2 separate regions of the Arachis hypogaea genome follow, and region 1 is linked to region 2. A link is a contact called in public Hi-C data. All regions are on one chromosome and are shown on one strand. Each heading gives the region's core, a stretch centred on a gene start, on an enhancer-like site or on the middle of the called end of the contact. The rest is flanking DNA. Distances are from core to core; before and after follow the strand shown.

The links. A called contact is a pair of places that touch in the nucleus more often than the background predicts.
Region 1: a contact with region 2 is called in a Hi-C map of leaf, with 4 times the contacts expected there. The contact joins the promoter of LOC112750710 here to the promoter of LOC112750708 in region 2. A contact is called at or near these places in 2 of 8 Hi-C or Micro-C datasets (both in leaf).

The regions. Positions count from the first base shown.
Region 1 is chr15:131,043,715-131,050,444 of arahy.Tifrunner.gnm2.J5K5, forward strand. It overlaps LOC112750710 (serine/threonine/tyrosine-protein kinase HT1), which reads left to right and starts at 4,859. Exons shown (of 3, transcript XM_025799528.3): 1 at 4,859-5,798. The coding sequence starts at 5,436.
Region 2 is chr15:130,855,668-130,862,732 of arahy.Tifrunner.gnm2.J5K5, forward strand. LOC112750708 (CASP-like protein 4A3) reads left to right here and starts at 2,525. Exons shown (of 3, transcript XM_025799522.3): 1 at 2,525-3,246; 2 at 4,058-4,193; 3 at 4,506-4,907. The coding sequence starts at 2,801. The coding sequence ends at 4,700.

The DNA of each region.
Region 1 (6,730 bases), core at 3,609-6,108, 190 kb after region 2:
ATCCTGTTTCGGATTTCTCTGCCTTTTCTTCTTCCTTCCTCATTTTTCCCTTCCATTCTTCTTCCATGGGCCCTGCCTCCATCACCGCCGCACAGCGGCGCTTCCGTCAGCCACCATCAACGCCGGCGACCTCCCCCTTCCTCTCTTTTCGCGTCTTCTTCCCTTTCTCACTCCCTTACTCTCATTAGTCTCTCTCTCTTCTCACCCTCCTTCCACCCACCGTTCGTCCGTGACAACCTTCTCGGCGACCCACTGCCGCCGCGCCGCTGCCTCTCTACCGGCGCACCACCGTCGCTACTAGGGCCCAACCATCATTTCCTCTCTCTCTCATTACCACCCCTGTGCTTCCCAGGTCTTCTTTCTCTCTGTTTAATTCACTCTGTTATTGCAATTAGTTAATTATTATTGTTTAGTTAGTTTTGTTTAGCTAATTTCAATTTGGTTAGATTAGTTAGTTACATTAGGTTGTTAGAGAATCTGGCATGGATAGTGGATTAGGTCTTGCTTGCTTAATGCTGCTGTAATGCTGCTGTCTTTGCAGTTCATTATATTTAGTTTGTTCAATTATTCTTAAGTTGTTAGGATTAGGGTTGGTTAATAGAAATTGCTGAGACTGATGTTTTACACTGCTGCTGTGTAAATTCTCATTGCCAGTAGATTAGGCAATGCTATAGCATTCTATTAAAATAGAACATAGTTGAATGGCACAAAAGTTTGTGCTGGGCGTTTTGTCCTTTGGTCAACATAGTTGAATGCAATCCTTAAAGAGAAAAATTTTAAACAGGCCCTTTCCTTCAAGAATGAAATAGTTTCATCTACTTCCAAATCCCTCTCCTTATACAATGCTTCTCTGTTGAAAGAACCCCTCAACATAATATGCTTCTTGCTTAAATTGAATGAAATTACCTTGATAGTGTTAACATAAAACTTGGGTCCCATGAGACTGAACTGAAGTGATGGAGACATGTTTTTCTTATGCTTGTGACCATATCCAAGAGGCAGATCTCCATACATTGGTGCCCATTGTCGTGGCAACTGAAATTCCAGAAAATGATGGAGATCCTCTATGGCAGGTTTATCTATTTGATACATAAAACTCTCAGAAAAACATGTACTAGAGATATTATATTATATTATATTACTCATTCTATATTTGTGCCAAAAGTAATTCAGAAATGTTTGCTCACATCTAAGATACAAATTAACGGCGTGACTCAAGAATCCATTGCCTGGAACAGAGTTGAGTAAGGAAGTAATAGGAACAAAAGACATTGATATGACATTGGGGGATTGTAGTATGGTTTGAAGCCACTGGTTATAAGGCTGACGAATATCAATGCCTCCCCTGCGGACCGAAACATCATTCTTGGAGTGGCTTTTTACAACTGGTCTTCCAGCAGGAGGAAAATGGTTCTGCCTCCACAGCTTGGCATGATCATCCTGAAAGTAAACATGGTTGAATTATGTTAGAGGTTTCTTTCTTTTTTCTACAATGAAACGGAAGGTGTATATGGTGGTTGATATTTGCCTTCAGTTTTCCTGATATTTGAGCAGGATTAGCATTGGAAGATGGATTTGAATCCTCTGAAAACCTCTCATCAGCTAGTTGTTTTAGTAGTTTCTGCAGTTCAGCGGGTGGAAGATCTGAAATCTTTGACTGCTTGATGTGGACCACATCTTTACCTCCCATCTTGACGCCAACAATCACATGGGTGCCATACTTGTCAATGAACCTGATGAACAACACAAGCATATGCTGTGTTAAATTGATTGAACAAGCTTCATGTTTGTGTTTCTGTTTCTGAAAAATACTTACGAGGCAAGAGCTGCAGGGTTCCAGGAAGAAGGAACATCTTTCTTGACTTGATCGGAAAGGGTTAAGTTAGTTCTATCCAATTCAACGGTGTACAATGATATGAAGCATCCATCAAAAGCATCCATGGAAGAAGAATGGAAGGGAAAAAAGAGGAAGGAAGAAGAAAAGGCAGAGAAATCCGAAACAGGATTGGGGGAGGTTACAAAACGGTGTCGTTTTTCTCTCCAGGGACTTATATGTCCTGTTACGAAATGTTCCATGCCACCTGGCCTCCGTTACGGCCACCTCAGCACCACCTCTGCCAGCTCATCTTTTTCCGTTCAGTGCAAACGGCTGAATTTAACGGAAGGACATAAATGTCCACGTTTTTCAGGGGTCAGGGACTTGAATGTATTTTCCATTTCTTGAGGACGAAAATGTCCGCGAAAAAAAAGGTCAGGAACGAAAATATCCTTTACTCATATTTTAAATATGTGGTTCTTCAAAAATTTTTTATTATGCATAAAAATTTATGTGTTGTGCATAAAAAATTTTTATGATGTACATTAGAATTTTTGTACTGTATATATATTGTTAGTTGTGTGTCACTATTTTAGATATATAATTTTTAAAATTTTTTATGTTGTACACTAAAATTTTTGTATTGTATACCAAATTTTATATGTCGTATACTAAAATCTATATTTTGTGCATATTTTGTAAGTTAGGTGTCAATATTCTAGATATGTGATCTTTTAAAATTTTTTGTATTATGTATTAAAATTTTTGTACTGTAAATCAAAATTTACGTGTTCTAATTTTCTAAATATATACAGAAGAAGACGACGATGATGATAAAGGAAGATAAAAAAAACAAAAAAAATCAAATAAGAGAAAAAAAAGAAGAAGATAACATTAAAAAAAAAAAAAAAAGAAAATGAGATCGACAATGAACTACGTTGTTTAAAAAACAAGAAACGACAACAATATATATTTGTTTGAAAAAATGCACTTGATTTAAAAAAATTTGGACGTTTAATTTTATTGATTTTTTTTATATTTATTTAATCTGCCAATTTTAATATTTGCATCTTGTTCTAGAATATTTGTGTTTAAGAATAAATTTATTGGATAAGATTTTCGTTAAAGAATAATTTAAGTATACTAAATGTAAGTAATATAATAGTAGTTTTTTTTTTTAAATCATCTAAACAAAATTACTTATAAAAAATCAATAAAACTACAATAATTTAAATTCAATTGGATCTCATTTTTAACCACATAAAAAATCAGATTGAATTCGGTATCTACGTTTTAAAACCTATCAAATTGAGATTGTTTAGTTTATTAAAAGCTCTATGGTATTTCTGTATTGAACTATGTTATGTTTAAACAAAATTAATTACTAAATTAATTATTTGTATAGAATATATTTTAAAATATAAAATATATTTTAAAAATAAACCAAATAATATATAGATATTTATATCTAAATACATAATAATTAATTACAACTTACAAGAAATTAATAAAGTACATAATAATTAATTTAATTATTATTTTTTTATATACATATAAGTATTTTTGTTAGGTATTAGTAATTTAGTATAACTAACAAATTTAAATTAAATCGTAATTGTTCAAATCTCATTAAATCCAAATATAAAAAATTAATCGATCCAATTTACATGGCAATTATATATTTTAAATTAGATTTGTTTTTTTGGAAAAAAAAGAAAAAAAATTTAAATTGATTTGATTTAATTTGATTTTATTTATTTTTCAAAATCAAACAAAAACACGTTGAATATTCCTAACTCCTTTTATTATCATAAGGTAGCATTTGGTAAGAAATATTGAGACTAAAATTAGAAGATTGAAAATTATTATTGTGTTTGGTAATTAGATATTAAAACTAAAATTTCAGTCTCCTCTAAAATTTTAGTTCCTTCAATACGTCCAGAAAATAAGGACACAAGAGATTAAAATTTTTAAAAATGAAAATTAAAATTTTAATAATATTTTATTATTAAAATGCTTTCATTCAAAATTTCATATTTTAAATTTATTTTTCATCTCTAATTCCACTTTACCTCTCATCCCACTACCACACCTCTGCCATTACTAAATTTTACCACCAACAATAACAATAATATCAAAAACAACAACAATCTCATCAACATATATCAATCAACTCATAAATAAGAATATTTTAAAATTAGAATAAAAAAAAAGAGAAGAATAGTGAGAGAGATTGAGGCAGTGTTAAACTAGAACTGAGGCGGTGCGACGAACACAATAGAAAATAAAGATAGCATGACCGACCTGAACACGAAGGCATAGTCCGAACATAGGCGGCATGACGCGACGCGAAATTGTAACTCAAGAGAGCGCGAGAGAAATAATGCACAACACAACGGTACCTAAACAAGGCGGTACGGCATAACGCCTAAATGTAGCTTGAGAAAGAGATAGAGAAAAGAAAAAATCGAAAAAGAGAAAGGAGTATGATTTTATTAGTAAGAATATTTTTGGTACTCGTTTATTTAAGTCTTTATTTTTATTTTAAACTAAACAAGATATTGTGAGATAACTCAATCTTATACACTTTATATAAAAAATAATATAAAGACTTAAATTTAATTTTCGTTATTAATCTTTGTTTTTAAATCTCAATCTCTCCTCCTAACACTCTTCGAACAAGTAAATATATGTTAAATTAAAATCATAAAAAAAATATAAATATACTATGTTTAATTTAACCGTGTAATTAGGTCTCTTTTAAATATTGTCCTTTGCTTAATTTAAAAAAAATAAAAAATAAATAATTTTTCTAATTCTTTAAACAACTAATATATAAAAATAGATATTATAATAATAAATTCTTAAAAAAATTGGACAATGACTGCATTTTAAAAGATCAGTAGTATTTTTCTTAATTTAATTTAAGTTATTAGTTGATTAATTGATTATCGGATAAAGTGTTGCTTTAGCTATCCAAATCCAAATAAAGGGTCATGGTCTATTACTATTACACCCTCCCTTACTTTCTTTCTCTTTCCTGGTGCAAGCACCCAATTGGAAGTTGGAAATCTACAAAGAAAACTTTATCTCAATCTGTCTTCTTCTGAGGGAAATCCTCTGTCGTTAATTTTTTTTAATTTTTAATTTTTACTCTTCTTCGTTTTGGTTAAAATACCCGCAAGGCGTTGTGAGCTTTTTTGTTTCCGTCTTTGGTCCTGGTTTTCTATTGTCATCTTCTTCTTCTCTCCTCTTCATAGATTCGTCGTGATTCCATGACCTTCAACGAGACCAAACCATTATCAGTATCCGTAAAATGTAGTTTATCTCAGGAACAACTACGTTTATTTATTATTAACCCATGAAATTGAAAACCATTACTTAGCCACCTTCCAAATTGCTGCATTTGTTTAAAACTCCAATCGTTTTATATCTTTTCTCCTCTTCCGGATCTGCATTCCTCAGCTTTAAAAAAAAAAGAAAAAAGAAAAAAAACTGAATACCTTTATTCATAATTTTGATTCTTTGCAATTCCGATTGATTGTTTTTGTATATACAAGTTTTGAGGCGAGCAGTATTGAGTATTGAGGAGTGAGTGGTTTGTACTAATAAGAAGAATATGCATTGGTTGAAGCAAAAAGGGAACGGGAATGGGAGCATGAGGTCGTCAGGGAGGAGGCTGTCCCTTGGGGAGTACAAGAGGGCGGTGTCATGGTCGAAGTACTTGGTGTCGGCGGGTGCGGCGATCAAGGGAGAAGGCGAAGAGGAATGGAGTGCTGACATGTCTCAGCTTCTCATTGGTTCCAAGTTCGCCACGGGAAGGCACAGCAGGATCTACAGAGGTGTATACAAGCAGAAGGATGTGGCCATCAAGCTTGTAAGCCTGCCTGAGGAGGATGAGGATCTTGCTTCTTTTCTTGAGAAACAATTCACTTCTGAGGTCTCCTTGCTCCTCCGCTTGCGCCATCCCAATATCCTCACTGTGAGTCTTCTGTTTTTGTGTTAAGCAACCGCTGAGTTGTCTCTTTATTGTTCTCTCAAGGTTTTTATGAGTTTAAAACGTGGAAACAGCCACTAATATAATTATCAGGCAGTCCGCGGTTCTTTTACTATATAATTCCTTAATTTGAGTTTCTCCGGGTTTGGACTCCCTCTAAGCACGCAAGCTTTTTATTGTTCTTGCTCTTTTAAGAATAAGGAATGTTACATGACGGGGATCACGTTTGAACGTAGGACCGCATGCATAATACCAATGACAAGTCTTTGTAGCTTCGAGATATGATTCTCATGCTATTGAAGATGATGACTTTGATGATTTGGAGTCTAGTCTAATTGTGGATAAGTCTTCTTTTTTGGGGTAGCTAACTTTGAATTTCTTTCTGATGGTTCAATGCTGAAGCATCACTTTTGGAGTTTGGATTCTCTGTCCATGTTGTTGATGTTATTGTCTTTATTTACTAATTGAGTAATTTGAAATCTTCTGAAGACTACGATATAGTTTTACCTTTAAGTAATTAACTTGGTAGATTGAATCTATTATCTTAGAAGAGGAATTGAGTGGTAGATAGGGATTTACTACATTTCTGATTGTAATAGTTGAAATTGCCAAACAAGTCCTTTTCTGTTCTGTTCCATTTCATCGGTCTGAAAAACTGAACAAGAGATTAATAATCATCTTTATTTAGGGTTTTCCCGAATGCACGGAATCGAATAGATTGCAGTGTCTATGTGGATGTTCTTCTTGATCAAGTACTATTTATTTTTTATTTTTGGGAAGTATTGCGTTCTAATTTGGTTTAATTCTTACTACTACATAGTTCTAAAAGGCAGTTTCTTATTCATGAGAGTAGAATGCATTGTTTGTGTTTAAAAATTTGCAGCTGCTGAATAATAGCTAGATTATTATACATTTTC
Region 2 (7,065 bases), core at 1,275-3,774:
ATCAGTTCTATTTTAAATTATCATTAAGTTATATAATAATATTATATTTTTTTTATAACTCACGGATAGGATTAGGTATCCCTAGATTAAGAATTAGGAAAGTTAGAGTTAAAATATTTTCAATCCATAAATAAAATAGAATTGAGTTTATATAAAAATCTTAACCCACATGTAAGATTAGAGTTAGATCCAAATCCTACATACCCTACCCTAACTGTTGCCACCCCTAAATTGTAAAGCTTGTTGGTCCGGATGGATTTCCTTTATTTTCTTCCATTATTCTATCTTTAGATGTTAATGACAACAAATATCATTATATTAATCTAGCAACTTATTATGGGAGCATTATAGAAAGATCTGGGCAGTTTATAAGTGGATTGCAAAGAATTGGTGGTTAATAATGTAATTAAATATTTTTTGGGGGAAGAAGGAAAGGAAAGTCTTCTTTCGGCGATGAAGGAAAGGGAAGTCTAACTTGTTTGGGAGCTATGATGGTAGTAATTGGAACTTGGAAGAGAAGTATGCATATGGTTTTCTTAGGATACTCGTTAAAATTATTGTTATTAGAAGTTTTCATTTTTACAAAAATAAATATATAATAAATGTATTAAAATTTTAAATTGCATACTCTTTCAATATTTTTTTAAATTGATAATTTTAGGAAGACTTGTTAGCAAATTGTCTTAACAAATATTTTTAGAATCTGAAAATAAAAAGTAAAATAAAAAATATTCTAAGTAGTTATAAGAGTATATACACAAGTATAATTGATACTTGAAATAAAATGGATCAAAGTATTATTTTTATTTCTAACAATATTTGGACTAAATCTTTAAGATTTAAAGTTATTTTTAACATTTTAAATATCTTATTTAAGTTCTTGTTTTAAAATGGTTATAATATTATTTTATCATTAGTTCTGTTAATAATTTTATGATGAAAATACACATGTAGACATTGTAATCTACTCTAGTAAACTGATCCTATATTACTATTAGTAAAAAAAATGTAAAATTAAATAAATAAATAAATAAATATCACTAATAATACAAAATTTTAATTATATTTTGTTCACTCATATATTAATGTTACTTTTTCTTTTATTTATTTAATTTTTTACTTTTTTTACTATTGGTAATATGAGATTAATTTGTCACAATGAATTATAACGTCTACATGGCATCTTTTTTACAAAATTATTAATAGAATTAATAATCAGATAACATTATAACAATTTTAAAATATTAAAAATTTAAATAAAATATTTAAAATATTAAAAATTATATTTTACTCCTCTTACTTATAGGGCTGGCAATGAGTAGGGTAGAGTAGGGTTTGGCCTCTACTCTAACCCTACGCGCAGGTTGAAAATTTTATTAAAACTCTACTCTACTCTATTCGCGGGTTGAGAATCTCTCAACCCTAACCCTACTATGCACCCTAAAGTTCTAAACCCTACCCTACTCTATCCGACCCGCAGAAATATCAAATTTTTTTAAAGTAAATATAAAATTCAATCATTTCAAATTTTATACATATTAATAACATAAAAAATAAAAAACTAATGCTCTAAATTACTAAATTAACTAACTAGTTTAGTAGTTGTTCACTTATTATAATTCATTACATAGGAGAGGTTGTAGGTTCAACTTTCAATTCCTTCACTATATACTTATTTTTTAATAAAATATGTGTTATATATGAAGTGCGAATAGAGTAAGGTAGGATATACCCTAAACCCGTATCCTATCTTACCTACAACGAGTCGAATAGCATACCCTACCCAAATGAATTGGACCAAATTGAATACTCGCGAGTAGAGTATGAATTGCAAGCCCTACTTACTTACATCAGACATATTTAAGTTATTAGGCCACACTCGTGTGGCTCAAGGGTTAGATTTAAGTTGATAATTGGTTACACACTTCCACTAGTTAATGGGACATACATTTATGATACATGGCATCTGTGTATTTCTGATTTTTCTTTTAAAAAAATAGTTTTACAAATTAATGTTTTTTATAAAATCAAAATAATCTAAAATCTGATTTTAATAAAAAAAAACTATTTATTATCACAATTTTGTAAAAAAAGAAATAATTACATTTTGATTTTTTTTTTTTTCAAAAATTTATCCAAATAGAGAGTACATTTATCATCGATTCATCTCATTATTATCTCGGTATAGATTTTCGGAAGATAAAAGAATGATTATGTACTTTTATCTGCCACCTTGATTGAAGTTAGTGCCAGTATGACTAAAGTCAAATCCCAAATAGTACTACATGCAAGATAAGAAAACAACTCAAGCTTCCGATCCAATGCGGAAGTAAAACCTTTCCTACCATGCACCCTCACTAATCAAATCAAGAACTGAACCAATAGTAAATAGTCCACCCTACTATAAGTCTACAATTACCAAGTGATTGACCCACATGGCAACAAACAATTGGTTTTAATAAAAGTAATATGCTAAGCTTTCCTCAGCATAACAAAATGCAATGACGTGGCACGGCCCACACTAAAGGAAGCCACACACAAACACAATCCCTTAACTCCTAGTTTTTCTTTTTCCCTCTCTTCTCTTTTCTCTCCACCCAAACACCCTTTTCCTTTTCCTTTCTATCTTTCTTTAATCTCTCTTCTTTTGATCTCTTTTTTTGAACTTTTCTTCTTTCCACCTCTCTATAACTCCATTTCCCTTCCTTCTTTTCCTTGCTTCTTTTATCTCATTTGAAAATCCGCGAAGCGCAGGGAACTGAAAATCGCAACAAAATAGAAAGAACGCAGCATCACCGCGATGAATAAATCGCTCTCTAAAAACTCCGAGTCGTCGAATAAGTTCGAGTCGCCGGTCCCGTTCCACACTTCACCGCGGTGGGATGCCGCCAACACGCAGGGATCGCCGATATACTGGTCGTCGGAGGAATCGCCGGCGAAGCCCTTCGACAATTCCAAGGCTATCGTCGCCGTCGACAAGTTCACACAGTACACTCCCGAAAAATCCACGAGGCGCCAGAATCCGCCGCATCATTCGCCGGCCGTTCCCGCGCCACCACCGCCTCCTGTTATGCCGCCGCAGAGGGAGTCGAAGGGGGAGTGGAGAAGGGAGGAGGCGTTGAGGAAGGCGGCGCTAGGGTTCCGGGTGAGCGAGGTTGTCGTGTGCCTGATCTCGTTTTCGGTTATGGCTTCCGATAGGACTCAGGGTTGGAGTGGCGATTCCTTTGATCGCTATAAGGAATATAGGTACTCCCAACTTTCTTATTATAATTATTTATTATTATAACAATTGTTAATTCTCTTTTCAATAATGATTAGAGCATAAGAGTTATATAGGCAAGAACTTAATGATCCAGATTAGTTCAGTTAAGTTCAGTGGATTTTCAGTACTGATAATAGTTAGTCCAATTCATGTTGCTTTGACCAGATTCAAATTTTATTTAATGATATTGGTATGGATTATTGGAAGAAATATGTTCGGCTATCATGATATCATTTCTCCTAAATGTTTAAGCGGACAGGAGGATGCACATAAATGGTTATATCTCTAATAGACAAATACTAGATAATATTAATTCCCCGGTTAAATTATTCATACAAGCTTTGTTATCCTTGAACATACTTCTGAGTTTCTATATGGTACCTAAAACCCATTGATGGTATTAGAAGTCTCACATGTGAGGATATAGTCTTGAATCGGTGAGTGCTATTCTAATATAATATCAAAGCCACCCTGTGTTTGTAAGTTGGGGCTGTTGGGCCACCTGCACACATGGAGTCTCTAGTATAGTGTATGCTACAAGTGTTCGATCTTGAGTGTGAGGGGTTTAGGGAGCCATTATTATAGGTGTTATTCTAATTGTAAAGCAATACTTAGAATTTACAGCCTAATTATGTATCATAATTTGGTCTTTTAAACCGTCGCTTATACTTCCTTTCTGCTACTTGTTTTTGGACATGGTTTTTCTGAGTCAGTTTATCCTACCATCTTTTTTTTTTTTTTTTTTTTGTTATAGTAGTGGATACATGTGATGATTAAGCCTTAATGATATGGCAGGTACTGCTTATCTGTGAATATCATCGCATTTGCATATGCAGGATTACAAGCATTTGATCTGGTTTATCAACTAGTCACAGGGAAACACATGATCAACCACCACCTTCGCTCCCACTTTGATTTCTTTGTTGATCAGGCAAGTCATGAGATTCTTCACCTTTAGTTTGGACTTTCAGTTTCTCATTGTTACTTAAGAATATTTATGATTTGAATAATATATGTGACCATATATGTAGTAGGCCTCTAACAATTACCCAATTAGCTGATAGATAATGAGTACCTTTCTATGTCCAAGTTCTTATTCAAATGCAATATTTATACTATAACTTGCATTTAGTGAAATTTGATGCATAACTCTCTGATTCCTGTGTACATAATTTTCCTTCACAGCAAGAACCAAAGCCTTTACTTTTTGAAAATTAATATATCTGCAAAAATTGATGAGCAGGTTTTAGCATATCTTCTGATATCGGCATCATCATGTGCAGCCACCCGGGTCGATGATTGGCAATCGAATTGGGGGAAAGACGAGTTCACAGAGATGGCAAGTGCCTCAATTAGTATGGCATTCCTTGGTTTTGTTGCCTTTGCTATTAGCTCACTTATCTCTGGGTACATTCTTTGTACCCGCAGCTCCATGTGAACTTAATAATAGTTAGTCTTCTCGTGTACTGAAATTCTGTGTTGCTTTTTACCCTTTTCCTGTGTCGGAATGTGCCTTCAAAAAAAATGTTGATGCTCGCTGTACAGGATGATGTGTGTAGATACAATTCCACTATTGTTTGTCTTTCAAAAGCAAGGGTGGAGAAGGTAACTTTCTTGTAAAAAAGTAGACTTATTTAACTCCCAATTCAAAGAGCAAACTAAATTGAATAACTAAACAATTAAATTAAACTGAAACTGAAATTCAATTAATGCCAAACCCGAAAACTAACATATTATCTATCTAAAATACATCTAAATGTGTTTGACCGCTCCCATTCAACAGATAGATAAAAAACTAATTATATTACATGGACATACAAAAACCGGCTATTAAATTAGTGATCTATATAGAATATACATTGAAATATAAAATATATATTAAAAATAAATTAAATAATATATGAACTAATTTGATGATTGATTTTTAGTTTGTTTAATTTTGGAGATAAACCACAAAAAATGTATTCAAATTATCTTAGTATTGACAAAAATACTTTTAAATTTTATTATTGACAAAAATATTTTCATAATTTTAAAACGTGCCAAAAATACCTAATCATGATTAAAGACTTGCTCCGTTAACGTCAAAATATGACGTGTTGGCGATGCCAGAATCTTTTTACATAAGAAATTGCATTTGTTATATCACTTTTTTTTTTTTGTTAATGTAAGATATTTCAGTTTAAGAATGTGTATTTTTGTTACATTTTTAAATAATTTGAGAATTTTTTTATCGATAATAAAATTTAAAAATATTTTTAACAACGACAAAATAATTTAGGTGGATTTTTGTTGGTCCTGCCAATGTGGTATTTTTCTATGGACATATTTTACAATGAGGAAGTTCTTTTTTATTACCTGTTGAATTTTTGGTCTTGCTTTTTTTTTTCCTTGGGTTAGAACAGGTAATCACTTAACTAGGCCCCCAATACAAGTTAACTGAGAACCACGGACCCACAAGAGGACGCTTAAGAACTGCATGACTACATGGGCACAGATCTGGGCCTAGAGAGCCCCCAAGACTAAGCCAGGAAAATTCAAGGAGAATTTTTTAAACAAAAATACTATTTGTACACTAAAATCAGTCATTGTATATTTATATATAGGAGTGACAGGTAGGAGCAATTTTTTATTTTATCCGAACCTCTCCCCGCCCTCCTTTCACTTCACTACTATACACCCCACCTCTATCTACAGGTAGTAGACTGCTCTATCCTAACCCGTCCGCGAGTACTCGTCCCATTTCTACCCGTCTCTATAAAAATTAAATAACACTTATATTTTTTTATTTTAATAAATTAAATAAATGTAATAATTATTGAAATAAATAATTTAAAAAATTATTACCGAAATCTGTTTCTCTATCTTATCTCATTTACAGAATTTTGCACGTATCTTGTTTACAGTGTAAACGAGATATACACGTATTTGTAAATATAAAAATATATTTTCTGAAAATAATAAATAATATTAATAATATCAATAATCCAAAATTTTAGCATACAATTAGTACTTAAAAAGGTTGATAGAAAATATTAAAATGGATATGTTTGATCAATTAGCACTCAAAAAGAGTACATAAAAATTTTTAGATTAAATTATAGATCCAATTGGATTGATTTAAATTTTAAAAATAAAAAATTTGTATATGTTCAAGTTCCATGATGAGAATAGATACTATAATTGTGCCCACTCCTAAAAATTAAAAGATGAGAAGCCTAAAGTTGATGCACGATAAATAAAATAGAGAAAAATAAGAACGGTTATTTACACTGTAAACGAGATACGTGCAAAATTATATCGTTTACAGTGTAAACAAGATAAGATAGAGAAATAGATTTCGGTAATAATTTTTTAAATTATTTATTTCGATAATTATTATATTTATTTAATTTATTAAAATAAAAAATCCCATATTCATATATGAATTAAGATAAAATCTTAAAATTTATACCTAAATTAAAATAAAAATATAAGATTCATACAATATCAAATAACTTGAAATTAAAAAAAAGAGAAAAGGACAAATAGGTCCCTAACCTTTTGCTCTGCAGACATTTTTGTCCCTAACCATTGAAAAATACTTTTAAGTCCCTAACTTTCACAAAACTTGGACGAATCAATCCCTGACGAAGGCATTTGGACGGATTAGTCCCTAACGGAGGCATTTGGACGGAGGGACTGATCCGTCCAAATTTTGTGAAGGTCGGGGACTTAAAAGTATTTTTCAATGGTCAGGGACAAAAATATCCGCGGGACAAAAGGTCAGGGACCTATTTGTCCTTTTCTCTAAAAAAAAAATT